Regions from separate parts of the Zea mays genome. Here all the other regions are linked to region 1. The links are chromatin contacts, called in public Hi-C maps. All regions are on one chromosome and are shown on one strand. The core of a region is the stretch at or near the end of the contact, and the rest is flanking DNA. Distances in the headings are between cores, read along the strand shown. Region 1 holds the start of LOC103629994 (Embryogenesis transmembrane protein-like). Region 2 holds the start of LOC103629998. Region 3 holds the start of LOC100194230 (Adenine nucleotide alpha hydrolase-like superfamily protein).

Region 1 (2,816 bases), core at 262-2,761:
CCAAGGTTGCTTCTGAGCGAAGCCAAGGCCTCGGGCGAGCCGGTGATGTGTCCGCCATAAAAGGGGGGCCTCGGGCGAGACGGAAGTCTCTCGAGGTCGGCTGCCTTTGGCCGAGGCTAGGCTCGGGTGAAGCGTGATCGAGTCACTCGTGTGGACTGACCCCTGACTTAATCGTACCCATCAGGCCTTTGCAGCTTTATGCTGATGGGGGTTACCAGCTGAGAATTAGGCGTCTTGAGGGTACCCCTAATTATGGTCCCCGACAAAACTAGTGTATTTTATGAATTTAATTATATTTTGATGATTTTATGCAGAAAGTAATTAATAATGCACAAATAGCCTCGTAAATTCATGAAATTATACGAAGATACAACATATGACCACATATAGTCATAAAAAATAATGACACCATAAAATCCACAAGATGTCAATGTTTCTTCTATTTTATTACCACTTATTGTGTGAGTTATATATGAAATCACTCTAAGTATCCAAGTTTCAACATAATTAATACTTCACTGTACCATTTTTATGTGGCAACTTGAGGTTATCTTCTTATAAAATGTTTATTAGTCTTTATAATTTATTTGCAATTTTGTGGTCGAACAAGGATATTTTATGATAAGCAATTAATACATTATCCGACAAGTATTCGATATTCAACCAAATAATATTCGTATCCGTCACTTATCCACCCGAATAAATATCCGGTCCCTTTATTCGTATCTGTCCCGTTTCTAACTATCTGTATCTGATGCCAAATCTGTTTTAAATACATTAGGGTAAGATACAGGATGAGGTACTATCCGTCCGTGTCCGCCTAATTTCACCACTATTTAATTTAGACTATAAAAGATTTATTCTCCTTTCATCCATTTGTAACCGAACAATTTCTATCCGGCCTGGAATACGGATGAATCCAACCATTGGTATGGACGCCGGTGGGAAGTATGGGAGTGGTTGGCTGGACTTGACCTAGGATCCTTGCCAGACTTGATCGAGTTGGAACCAAGCTCATTCGAACCACTTTGTCATGGTTAGTTTTACTTTTCTTTACTGAACCATGCTGGGAAGAGATCAGGTTTGGTTGGCTGCATATAGAATAAAAAATAAAATAAAGTAAAATTTATGTAACAAGTGTAGTCTAGTTTTGTCGATAAAAATGTCATGACCACGGTGATGGAATCAGTTTATTAGTTTGATATATATAAATTAAGAGATATAACATAAAATCTAAAAAAACACATCTCAATTCTCGTGCCCACGTCAGTCCAACTTGATTTGGGAGGGAAGGGAAGGGAAGGTCATCTCCCACGTGCCTGTTGGGCCTAGCCGAGAGGTGCTTTGGGAACCAATTCGGTTTGGCCACGAAGACTGTCCAAGCAACCAAACAAGCGTTGACTGCATCTACCGGACCTGACCTCAAGTTGACGCAGCCGGTACCAATCATTCCATATATATCCCTACTCCCAAACTCACTGTCATTGCACTCACAGGATTATGTATACTTTTTTACAGTTCAACACAATACATCTAAATGTTAATCCATCACACACAACAGCACTTTACATCACTTTCGACGGTCAGACATATTTTCGATGCCCAGAGTTAGGCCACCGAAAATAAAAATTAATTTTTAAGAGTTTTAAGAGAAGTTCAGCATTAGAAAATAAGAAGGATGCGTTCTTGGTGGTAGGGCTTGAAGTCCCAAGTGGTCGACGGTAAAAAAAACTGTTGTAGAAAAGAATAAAGCCAATCACTTACAATCACAATAGTCTGCCTAAGAGGAGACATTTCCTATGTTCAATAAAGGTGGGTACCGACTGAATGGAATGCACCATTGTTTTGTTTTCCTTTTTTTAAACAAGCACTCTTTCTTTCTTTCTTGGTGGCGGAAACCGAAGTTTTCTATCATTCTGATAGTGCCTACCATATAGGATACAACATCCTTTCAAATGTGGCATTGGATCCAACGCCACTGTTTATGTCTACGTACACATCAGTCTAACATTCAGTGATACATACAAGGCCACAGCATATTGACGATTTGGCATATAGTACTGAAATACTCCTGCAACACTACAAATAGAGCAAGTGTTCAGAATCCTCAGCGTTAGGGCACCCAGCGACGATTTGCCTTTGTTCGTCGAGCCCTATGGGCATGGAGGTTGAGCTGCAGCCAGGAAACAACGGCCATGTGGCTGAGAGAAGCGTGGATCTGCAGGACGAACTACGGCGACAAGGAGACCAAGTGCCAAGCGGCGCTGACGAGGCAGAGCTGGTGTGGAAGCTGCGGAAGTACTTGATGCTGCTAGCAATCCTTTCTGCAACCATCACCTACCAGGCAGGGCTTGCTCCACCGGGCGGCCTCTGGCTAGACAATAACGACGACCAGCAGCACGGCCATCTTGCCAGCGACATCGTCCTGCAATCCACCTATCCGAAGCGGTACAAGGTATTCTTCTACTGCAACTCGACAGCGTTCATGGCGTCCCTGATCGTCCTGATGCTGCTCCTGGTAAGGAGGCTCAGCTGCCATGCAGTCTGGCTCCGCTCGCTGCACCTCGCCATGTTGCTCAACCTGCTCGGGCTCATGGGCGCCTACGCCGCAGGCAGCTGCAGGGAGATCAGAACGTCCCTGTACACCTGGGCGCTGCTCGCCGGTGTCTTCACGTACGTCGCGCTTCACGTCGTGTTCTTCCGCCACCTAGCGTCTCCATGGCTTCGACAAAAACTCATGGGCGTCCAGAGGTCCTGGAAGGACACTCTCGCACGCGTGTTCAGGAGCGTAACCGACGAGCCAGAGGGACGACGAA
Region 2 (2,794 bases), core at 227-2,726, 180 kb after region 1:
GTTTTTATTAGGGTTGCACATTCTTATCTTTTTAAAAGACTCAATTGTTTTGATCATGATACTTTTAAGTATATACTTGGTGAATTCTTTCTTACTTAGGTTAATTTGATGCTCATGCTTACTTTGATTCACATGAAATAATGGTTCTTGGTTTGACATTTGAGATAAACCCTAGGTGACACTGGGGTGTCACACACCGGACACTGTCCGGTGCACATCGGACAGTCCGGTGCCCCCTTCTGACCGTTGGCTCTGCCACGCGTCGCGCGCGGATTACGCGACCGACCGTTGGCCCGACCGACTGTTGGCTCACCGGACAGTCCGTACGCCGTTAATTGCTTCCCGAGAGCAGCCAGATGACAGACGCCGGCCTGGCGCACCGGACACTGTCCGGTGCACCCATACCGAGCTGTCTTTGGCTGAACAAAGCCATCTTCTTTTCCAACTTGATTTCTCCTGTTTCCAGCACTTAGACACAATACATTAGTCTCCAAAACAATGTACTAAGTCTTAGAAATATACCTTTTTACTTGATTTGCACTTTGTCCATCACTTTGCATAGATCAACATAAGTCCACTTGTGTTGGCACTCAATCACCAAAATACTTAGAAATGGCCCAAGGGCACATTTCCCTTTCAGTACGAGGCGAGTCAGTCATGCTCCTGGCCTTTCTCTGTGCGTGCCGTCGAGGAGGACATGGTGGCGCCTGCCACGCTTAGGTTATCTTGGAGACGAGGAGTCCAGGTCTGAGATATTGGACAACCAAGTCCTGTAACGTGGCAGCAATCGGCATATGCTACGAAGTTGGTGGTGGTGTTGTGTCACTTTGGCAGGTCCAGGGCTGGAAGACACTCGCATTCTCTAGCTTTTCTCGGATTGACGCCGGGTGCGGGTGCCTCTCGGTTTGGAGTTGCTCCGGCTTGGTTTTTGTCTCCGCTTGTGTGCTCTCTCCCTATATATCTAGCGGTATACTATCTATGTCGCCTCCAGATACCTAGGTCTTCGTCATGTCATTCTCCAGCAACGAACAGGTATGTCTGCCTCTTACCTTCCCCTCCTGCTCTACGAAACCTTAGAAGTGGAGGAGGCGAGAGATGAGTCTCTGATTTGCTACCTATGGTACCCGTGCGTTCATAAAAATATTATGCGAAGAGCGAAGATAATCAATAAAAATCTTGATATATTTTTTATGGATAATTTACTTGGATATTGTTGTGAGCCATCGCAACGCACGAGTAACCGACTGTTATCTATTTTATATTTAACTTTTTCCATATAATATCTTAAACTGAATGGTTTAATTACACGTTTGTACCGAATAATTAATTGCACATGATATATCCTCCTGTATGGGATGGCTTGGCTGACCTCCTGCCATTTGCCTCCAAGCTCCCAGGCCAGGCTCAAACGGACGAGACGAACGATTGGACGGACCTGATCCTGACCGACGGGGGCGGTTCGTTTGAAAGTCAGCAGCGACAAATGCGACGCGGGGTGGACTCGCCCCGTCTCCTCCTTCCGCACCCCCCTTTTCCCTCCATCCAATCCAGGCCTTCATTGCCTGAGCCGAACCTCCCATCCACCACCTCCTCCCTCCGCCGCCCCTGGACCTCCCTCCCAGCGAGTCAATCGCCCACAACACACGCGGTTCGTTCTTACTGGTTTCCAGGAGGGAGGTGTTTTTTTCCCATTTTCTTTGTGTGTGTTTGCGCTGCTGCCTTCTTATCAAGTCTTCTTGCACGTCCTTCTCTTCTCTCCCGGATTCATGCTTGGCGATATTTAGACTGTTTTCGTCTGAGATTCTTTCTGCCTCCTGCGTTCTTGGTCCCCGGCCAGCAGTCGGCAATATCGCTCTGTCGATCCTCCTGATACTTCGTCTTCCATTGGTTTTTTAATCCCATGTGAGCAGCAGCAGTAAGAAGAGGATCTGATTCGATCGGAGGAGACCTAGTGACGCCGCCAAATCGAATCGAATTTCTTGGCAACAGCAACAGTAACAAAAACTAGATTCTGGATTCGTCCCATTTTTTGCACTAGGGAAATAAAATGAGGCTGGTGGTACGCGTCATCGAGGCGCGGGGCCTCCCGCCCACGGACGCAGACGGGACGCGGGACCCCTACGCCAAGGCGCAGCTCGGGAAGCAGCGGGCCAAGACCAAGGTGATGCGCAAGACGCTCTGCCCCGCCTGGGACGAGGAGTTCGCCTTCCGGGTCGGGGACCTCAGGGACAACCTCCTCGTCTCCGTGTTCCACGAGGACCGCTACTTCGCCGCCGACGTCCTCGGCCAGGTCAAGTTGCCCCTCACCGCCGTGCTCGACGCCGACAACCGCACGCTCGGAACGCAGTGGTACCAACTGCAGCCCAAGAGCAAGAAGTCCAAGCTCAAGGATTGCGGTAAGGACACACCTTGCCACTTTTCTTGTTTTATTTATTTGCACTTCATTCAATTTGTGATTTTTGTTTCCCGTCTAGTTAGTTAGTCAGTTAATTAGTCGCCCCATATCACATGATGATACTCTGTGTAGCGGTAGTGCTACTAGGACTAGGAGAGATAACTCCCAAAACATGCTTGTTTCCTGATGATGGCTTTTGTAGGAGAAATTCGTCTCAACGTTTCTCTGGCTCAAAACTACTCTGAAGAAGAGACGACGGCACCTGCACATTGGGCCTCAGATGACCTTGCATCAAATTCAGACAAATCAACTGAATTGGTGAAAGGATCTTCTTTGCTGAATGTTCCTATTGAAGTATCCACAGCAGTACCAGAGATCTATGAGATAGAAGCTGCCGAG
Region 3 (2,700 bases), core at 133-2,632, 200 kb before region 1:
CATAGCTATTTTAGTTTGATCGCAACTTAAAAGGACAAAAAACGCTCAATTTCGAATCTTGTACGAATTTTTAGGTTGATCAAATAATTCCTAAAAACTGAGCAAAATTTTTTTTGTGAAAATCATGTTTTGTCATTGAGTATTTTTTAATGTAACAAAGCACATCAAAAGCCACATTGTAAAAATTCTGAATTACTAACTATAACGACGCTCATTTTTTTATGCTAACGATAACTGTAATGGTCTAGACGTACGTAGGATAAAGAGGTTTAGTAATTGGCTTTTATCATAAATATAGCAGCTAGGACAAGAATGCCGCGCAAGTCTGTCCCAAGGGCGGGCACATAGGAGGCTGGAGAGGGCCCAAAAGCTAGCGGTCTGTGTAGTACAACGCGTATAGAACAAGCCCACTCCTCAGAGCCCATTGGGCCTGTACCGACCCCGAACAAACAAGAAGTAGGTCCCGCCAGGGCCTCATCCAGAAACACAACACAGCCCATTGGTGCGTTGGCTAAGAATACAGCCCAGGTATGCTACGCAGGCTGCCTCGGCGAGGTGTCCGGCGAACGGTTCAACGATGCCGTGTGGTGCCATGCCACAGCCTGATCCGCGAGCATATTCCACTCCCGGTCCACGCCTTGCACAATCAATCAATCATCATCATCTATGTGTAAATATATATATGTGCATGCATTACTATTACTATTCTTAACACAATGGGCGATGTTCCTATATATATATTCTACGTGCCCCAGCGTCAGAACTAATAAACCATCCATTTCTTTGTACCAGTCATCAACTGCATGAGCGAGGACATCTTTTGGTACGGTGGAGATGGAGGACAATCGCCCAATCTGTTACAAGTGTGTTGTGCTTGTGCCTAGGCAAGCTGGCCTTGCTAGTAAAGATCGGATACTAGTTGTTTCAAAAGTATGATCTGCACTATAGAGTGTACTGTTCGCAGAGTTTGTTTGAATATGAGTATGAGTAAGCTGCTGAAGGTAGTCTTAGGGATTGTTGCTGAAGGTAGTCTTAGGGATTGTTTATGAGCAGTCTGTTGTAGGTTCAGTTTTTTTAGGAATTTTTTAACAACAACCTCAATAAAACGCTTTAGGAAATAAATTTTTAGTGTTCTTTTGAAGTTGCTCATCATAATATCAGTAGGATCAGATTACCATTTCACAGATGAACACATTACCAGCGCAGCCAGCAGAATTTGTGTACAAACCTTTGCTAGCTGCAGGACCCAGCGACCGAACAAGAACAACAGTATATACCTCGAAAATATCACAAGAATAACATCCCAGCCCAGAGCCCCAGACGACCAAATATATATATCTTCGTCCAGCACGGCCGTACACACACCGGCACCACGCGCCAGACGACGACTCCTGCTCCTGCTCGATCGTCTTCACATCCCTCTACCTCACGTCCTCACCTGGCCAGGGCCCGGCGGCCGGGTTAATCCAAGGCGCGCGCGCGTGCATGGCAGAGGCCGGTGGCGGTGGCGTCGACCAGGACGCCGGTAGCCTGCCGAGCCACACCAACGGTGTTGGCGGCGGCGGCAGCAGCACGTGGGAGATAGAGGAGCTGGAGCCGGATGACGGAAGACCGCCGCGGAGCGTCCCGGTCGCCGACGACGTGTACGTGGCGGTCGGCAGCGGCGGCTCCAGCATGGCGGCTCTGTCCTGGGCGCTGCGCCGCCTCGCCAAGCCGCGCAGCTTCGTCTACCTCGTCCACGTCTTCCCCGTCGTCACCAGCATACCCACCCCATGTGAGCCTACTACTGCTTGGTCTCTCTCCCCTCTTCTGCTTCTGCCTCATCATCTTCGTTTCTTCTACTAAATAACATGTCGTACTACTGATTTACGATTGATGATTATAACTTCATCACTAGAATAATTCAGATTGTTGCGTGTACTGATCAGTAGTGTTCCCTGACTGGGGATCCAGATCAAACTGCTTCCTCGATCCGAAATTCTAGCCCAATGTTTCCTCAAGCCCAACCTCAACATCGAAACAACTAACGCTGTAATTTGCAAACGAAGCCTTGTTTCCAAGCGATAAAAGATGTGGCCTCACGTCCGGACTAGTTTTTTTTTTTGCTCGCGTGGTTGAAACTTTCAAAGGTGTCGTCCTCACAAATTAAAGCCGGAATTTTCTTCATGGAGGCTTTTGTAAATTACATTGGGTTTAGCCCCGTCGCAGATCTGCAACAGCAAAATTCCAAGCCGTTGATGCTGACCTCGTAGCCTAGCTAGCCTAGGAGTCGTCGGAGACGCGAACAAAGCCACACATCATATCAGCATGGTGTTAGGTAGGTCCTGTGGCTCCTAATTGTAGGAGTATTTTTCTTTCTATGTTTTCTTTGGCAAACCAGTAGTAATAATGGGATCTGTTTGATCATCCCGTGAAATTATTGGGTTCTACTTCTAATCAAGCTGTTTCCATCGAAACACTTGGGTTTTAATCAGAGTCCTGTCCTGTGGGCGGTTCCATCAGACCTCACCTCACCTGGGTGAAGCACTCGGAATAAAGATAATATGCATTCATTATTTGAGATCCTGACAGCGAGTGCCAACGAGATTCGTGGACCATATATATACAGCGTACAGGAATACTGGAATGCCAAAGAAAAAAAAAAGCAGGTTTCTGAATGTGTTACTTACTGCCCATATGCTGCGTCTGACTATATATATT

What was found. Hi-C and Micro-C count contacts between places; a contact is called where the count stands out from the background.
Region 2: a contact with region 1 is called in a Hi-C map of bundle sheath, with 2.3 times the contacts expected there. The contact joins the promoter of LOC103629998 here to the promoter of LOC103629994 in region 1. A contact is called at or near these places in 4 of 25 Hi-C or Micro-C datasets (bundle sheath, ear, leaf and 1 more).
Region 3: a contact with region 1 is called in a Hi-C map of root tip, with 5 times the contacts expected there. The contact joins the promoter of LOC100194230 here to the promoter of LOC103629994 in region 1. A contact is called at or near these places in 6 of 25 Hi-C or Micro-C datasets (bundle sheath, ear, leaf and 2 more).

Annotation. Positions count from the first base shown.
Region 1 is chr6:131,064,201-131,067,016 of Zm-B73-REFERENCE-NAM-5.0, forward strand. LOC103629994 (Embryogenesis transmembrane protein-like) reads left to right here and starts at 1,512. Exons shown (of 1, transcript XM_008651088.2): 1 at 1,512-2,816. The coding sequence starts at 2,156.
Region 2 is chr6:131,242,586-131,245,379 of Zm-B73-REFERENCE-NAM-5.0, forward strand. LOC103629998 reads left to right here and starts at 1,477. Exons shown (of 10, transcript NM_001330571.1): 1 at 1,477-1,648; 2 at 1,911-2,396; 3 at 2,598-2,794. The coding sequence starts at 2,048.
Region 3 is chr6:130,865,057-130,867,756 of Zm-B73-REFERENCE-NAM-5.0, forward strand. It overlaps LOC100194230 (Adenine nucleotide alpha hydrolase-like superfamily protein), which reads left to right and starts at 1,383. Exons shown (of 4, transcript NM_001359434.1): 1 at 1,383-1,774. The coding sequence starts at 1,486.